Regions from separate parts of the Zea mays genome. Here region 2 is linked to region 1. The links are chromatin contacts, called in public Hi-C maps. All regions are on one chromosome and are shown on one strand. The core of a region is the stretch at or near the end of the contact, and the rest is flanking DNA. Distances in the headings are between cores, read along the strand shown.

Evidence for each region. Hi-C and Micro-C count contacts between places; a contact is called where the count stands out from the background.
Region 2: a contact with region 1 is called in a Hi-C map of ear, with 1.8 times the contacts expected there. The contact joins the enhancer-like site here to the promoter of LOC100382704 in region 1. A contact is called at or near these places in 8 of 25 Hi-C or Micro-C datasets (bundle sheath, ear, leaf and 3 more).

Annotation. Positions count from the first base shown.
Region 1 is chr7:75,990,224-75,993,064 of Zm-B73-REFERENCE-NAM-5.0, reverse strand. LOC100382704 reads left to right here and starts at 1,452. Exons shown (of 23, transcript NM_001361678.1): 1 at 1,452-1,666. The coding sequence starts at 1,657.
Region 2 is chr7:76,199,835-76,202,534 of Zm-B73-REFERENCE-NAM-5.0, reverse strand. LOC100501309 reads left to right here. Exons shown (of 25, transcript NM_001196061.2): 25 at 520-826. Among protein-coding and RNA genes, the nearest start is that of LOC100501309, 46 kb to the left of the region's middle. Within about 2 kb of position 1,309, at least 8 of the 20 cell types and tissues checked have an H3K27ac peak or open chromatin away from gene starts, as enhancers often do. A contact at or near this core is called in ear, where this site is marked.

The sequences.
Region 1 (2,841 bases), core at 203-2,702:
CTGGCTCACATCGTTATCATATCCACATGTAATGCCCCACGGTCGAGTATATAAGGCCTAGGGGCACCCCTTCAAAAGGATCGATCGAGAGAGACATCATTGATCACTTAGCCATCCACCCCGCTCTCTACGTTTTCCAGCACTAGAGAGCTCCCTTGTAACCCATCGCATAAAGCATTCCAACCAGGACGTAGGGTGTTACACATCTCAAAGCGGCCCGAACCTGTACATCGTTGTCTACTATTTCTCGTGCGCCCGACACGAACCATCGAGCTACAGTCGATAACACCGTCCTACTCCTAAAAAGCACCTTGGGGGTAACCCTGGGTGCGCGGTTAGACCCGAAACGCCGACACAGTGCGCCCGTGCCGAGCGGCGCGCTGTGCTCACCATCCCTTCTACAAGAAGCTTCCCCTGTACGCTGAGGATACAGAGATCTCGGGCGTTGGGGCACGAGAAGTTGGCCCCAGCAGCAAGCATTTGTAGCTCCAAGCGCTATATTCTTTATGTCCCTAGGCCCACATGTCGGGGTCCAGTACCTTTGTACATGTCCCCCTTCAACTATAAAAGGGGAGTCATGCGATATTACAAGGCAGACCCAATCTTAGGCTCACAAGCTCATTCAAGCTCACAAGCAATACATCACACAGTGGAGTAGGGTGTTACGCTCCGGCGGCCCGAACCACTCTAAACCCTCGTGTGTTCTTGTGTTCTTCCCGCTTTTCCAACTAACAAGCAAAACGCCTAGGCCCCTCCTCATCTTAGGATTTAGGGCGGATGCACTCTGCCACCCGGCCGGGGATTTGCTCTCCGACAATAGTGAAATATAATAAAAAGTACAAATAGAGAGAAAAATATAATTAGTTGTAGATGGCCTAAACTGTTAAGTCTATATTTATCAGTACTTAGAGCAACTCCAAAATGATGTTAAAAATTTTACCCCCAAAACTGATTATTAAGAGTAGGCTAAAAAGTTTTAAGATTGAATCATGATGGGTACTCCAACAATTTCTCTAAATGTGACATGTGGCGCGATCTCTACAGTCGTCGGGAGGTTATAGATGATTCGATACGTTGAGGAATGGATTGAGCAGGATGGAACACATAAAAATATGAGGGATATGAGGCTGTGAATGCGGGACACAAAACTTTTGGGAAAGAATGAGGGAGCTGTTAAGGTAAAAAAACCACTATTCTTAACTAATATATATTTTGGGTTAATTTACATGTTTTTTGAGTTGCTCTTACTATTTTGAACTCTATTATACAAATAATACAATCTCTAGTATAAATAATATTCTGTAAAAAAACCACTATTGTTAACTAATATCTATTTTGGGTTAATTTACATGTTTTTTGAGTTGCTCTTACTATTTTGAACTCTATTATACAAATAATACAATCTCTAGTATAAATAATATTCTGTAAGACCACTTAGAACACCACTTACACGAACTGCTGGACCGGAGATGGCCTAAACATAGGGTTTAGACCGTTGCCGTCCCTACTCCCGCCTAGCCGACCCCACTCGTCCCAGTCCCAGTCCCAGTCCGCCGCCTGGTTCCTTCTTGCTCTTCCCTCCACTCTCTACAGACGCAGATTGACAAGGAAGAGAGAGAGAGGCCGAGGGGAGGAGGCGTCGTCGTCTTCTTCTGAATGCCTGAACGTGAGTTGGAATCCGCTCGTATCTTCCTTGTGGCTCGCAATGACCGAATCTAGTGCGGGGAAACCTTTTGCTTGTGGGGTTTTGTGGGGTGCGGGGTTTGTGTCTTTCTGTTTGATTCTATGCAATGTGGGTTTGTCGTGTTGGCGGAATGTTCGTAGATTCGGGGTATTTGACTGGTAGCTGGGGCCTGGGTGGTCTTCGAGGCGCGCAGAGCCCTGTTCGTGGTGAATTCCATTTACTGGCTGATGCAGTAATAATTTATCGGGGGTGCCGGGGGGGGGGGGGGGGGGGGGGGTGGGGTGCGTTTCCATGCGTGCGCCGCATCGATTTGTTTGTGTGTTTTCGTATGTGTCTCATTCGATTCGATTAGCGGCGTGGCATTAGCCCTTCGAGTTCTGATTGCGAGTTTTGAGTTTGCTCTTGCGACCAGTGGTTTCGTATCTCCTTTCGTTCCAATCGACGAACTAAATCACTTCGTTTCTGCATTCCGGTGGTTGTAATCATGGAGATCTTTTTAGATTTCTTCAGTTCGTTTGCCGCATGCTTATTAGCATGGACGCGGCAATAGCTTCGTGTTCTACCTGTGCGGGTGTGTTTTCAATTTCTGGAAATCACTTGGTTGGTTCAATTAGATTTTTTTTGCTTGCAAAGGATTTTGGGTTCCAGTTCTTTGGCGGATGAAACACTGCTGTCATTTTTTCGCCTGACTGTGCGGGGTTGGAATTAGAGGTCGTTTAGTACGGGTGCTCGTTTTTGCTCTATAATTTCTCTACCCTGTCACTCTGGGATTCTGTTTCTGTTTCTGCGTTGATCATGACCTCCAATTGCAATGATTGAATGGTTCGCTTCGTCTGTGTTTGGAAATCAGTGTAACATTCGGCTCCTGCTTCCATTGTTTCTGTTTCCGAAATTATAGTTCTGACTTCTGAGATATATGACACGAGGAAGTCACTCTCGCATATATCTGGCCACTGAGGATAGTGTTAAGTGTTATGTCAAGTACTTGTTTCTATTTGAGCTAGGTTTACATTCTGATTAGTGGTGTTTTTAAAATTTTCCTCTGCACCTTGTTAGTTTTTTTTTTGAGGAATTCACTCCATTCCAAATTTTAAGACGTTCTTCCTTTCCAGGTAAATTGCTATTGCTAAGAATCTAGATATATACTAACTATGTTT
Region 2 (2,700 bases), core at 60-2,559, 210 kb before region 1:
AGAGATGCTTTCTTGTACTCTCGTATTTGGCCATCATGAAGGGGCTGTTTTGTTCTCTGTACTGGTCTTCTTTGGACTGACTTTTATTCATTCTTAATATAATGATGGACAGTTCTCCTACGCGTTCGAGAAAAAAAAGATTTGTTTCTGTAACTTCTTTGTGCAGCAAGCTTATACGGATATATATATGAAAGACATTCATGGGCGTGAGGTGTTCCTTAATTCTCCACAATTTTCATTTGAACTCAGGGTATACGTATGAATCGGGATGTGGGCTCTAAAGAAATGAACACGATGATAAATACAAACTTAGCGTTTGACCATGGCAATTGGTGAAAAAAGAGTGGTAATCCATTATTTCTACCTTTTGGACTTCGTTTCTTTAGTGAAAACTATACAGATTGGTGTATATTGTAAGCCTAGTTTTTGTTTGTTTATTGAAGTGTTTATGATGAGATTTTTAGCTGTTTTTTCCTTCTGTAGTTGTGCCATTAATGTCAATATACTTTTTTTTGGCAGGTACATCATATTGGTTGGGATATGACATGCTTGTGTGATATGCTTGCCAGTGCCTAAAGGCAAATTCTAAAAAATGGTTGAGTTTCATTCTTGAATCCTGATAATTCTTCTCATTATTTGAGTGGAAGACGAATCTAATTGTATAGGTACCCAATATAGGATCGGCAATCCAATTTGGGGACATAAGTTGAATCAATTGTCGTGTACCATTGAAATGTTAGTTGTTACACATATTTCGGCCATTTATCTTGTTGAACCTACCCTATTTTCAACCGTTGGAGCTGGGAATCGGAGGGGTGGTTTGGTTAAATGATTTGAGATGGCCTGCCATGTGTAATGTAATCGAAGTACATGGTTGCACTTTTCGGTGTTGCCCATATATTATCCATAACAATATGTAGTTTCAGCTGTTCTGCATTTACGAAAATGCATTGGAAGAGAAACGTCCACTTCAACTGAATGTATTCTACGAAATCTTTATTTATGGGTATCCGTCTGTTGTGCATTCTAACCTTTGTGAATATAGAGCGTGTATCTTATACTCCTTAAGTTTCAATTTACAATTTGTTTGACTTGACTGACTCGTCTTATTTTTTTATAATAATTATTAATTTTTATCGTGATATAGTTTAGCATATAATATATTTAAAGTATGGTTTTATTTTTTTAACTTTTTAAATAAGACGAGCCAATATTAATAAAAAAGACAAACACGGAGACAGTACTGTACTGTCTGGACCTTAATTAGCGCTTGGTGAGCTACCCCATTCTTTGTTGAAACCTCTACCGCCACCTGTCGTTGCTGCCTGTGCCGCCCACTGCAATGCCATCCGTCGCCGTCCCCTAATCCACAGCACATCTTGATGCGTCGTTGCTGCTGATCTTGCCACCATCACTGGTTAGCGATGGCATTCACCCTTGCAGTGCCTGTTCGGTTAGCATGGATTTAATTCATAGGTGGAATTAAGGCATGTTTGGTTTGCTGCCTAACTTTTCATATTTTGTCTAACTTTTTTTGTCTAAGGTTAGTTCTTTAATTCGAACGATTAGCCTTAGTTAAAATGTGACACAATTATCCACGAACCAGGCCCTTAATCTACAAGATGATTCAATGGATCACCACTGGCACTCTTTCCCTGGATAGTTTAATTCCTTATTCAACAGTTTCCAGTCTCTGTTTTTTTGTTCGGTTAGCTCCAACCACCAAAATAGAGAATACTGGATGTTTTTCAGCCTATGGGCCCCCCTGTAGCAGCTGCGTGTTGCAAAGCAACTTGTATAATACAATTCAACAAGTTCATGCTTCAAATAACTCATATGCCGTGCAAAGCAAATTGGATGTTTTTCGGCCCTCGTAATTAAATGGAAATCAAGTTTTCCAACCTGTCAAGCACTATATGATTAATTGAAACCTTCAGTTTTGCATGGGTGCCAATCTAGCCAATAGAAGTGCTATTGCTTATGCAGTTTGCACATGATTTAAATAGATGAAAACAAATAACAAAGCAGAGTTAGTGCTTGCAGTTAGTTTGTCCCAGTCCAATACTTGCTTTGCACTTTTCCTCCCAGCAAACTAGTACCGACTTTTACATGTCCTCATCATAACCAGTATTAACCAAGAATCAAAATACAGACATCAATCACAGCTCACAGTTCCAGGCTATGGTTACAATCTAGCACCAAGTTGATCAAGGCTTCTAAGTTTAGAACTTTATATAATAATAGCAGAAGTGCCTCGAAGATGTAAAGCCTGCAAATATAAGGGGGGACAATGATCAGATTTTCCACCAACAGAACTCATTAGCGTCAATCATATAAAGGAACCAAGTTATGCTGACATAAAATTATTTTGAATAATACCAGTAATCATTAAAAGAACCAAATTATGCCGACAAAAACTGTTAACATAAAGACCAAGAAACTATACAGAATTTTTGTGAAACTTCAGTTCGATAAATTTAAGAAATCGTACATAATCTCATGCAGTCACGCCTCTTCTGGTAAAGGATTGCAACAACGAAGTCATTGTGACTTGTGTCCAGATAAACATATACATATATGTCAGGGAAACAAAAATTTGTACTAACACTTTAGACATATTAGCTAATAGGAAGTCTAGTTTGGCTCCGTCATAAGATGGATAATACACATGTTCAGAAAATGTAAATCGGTTACAATAGG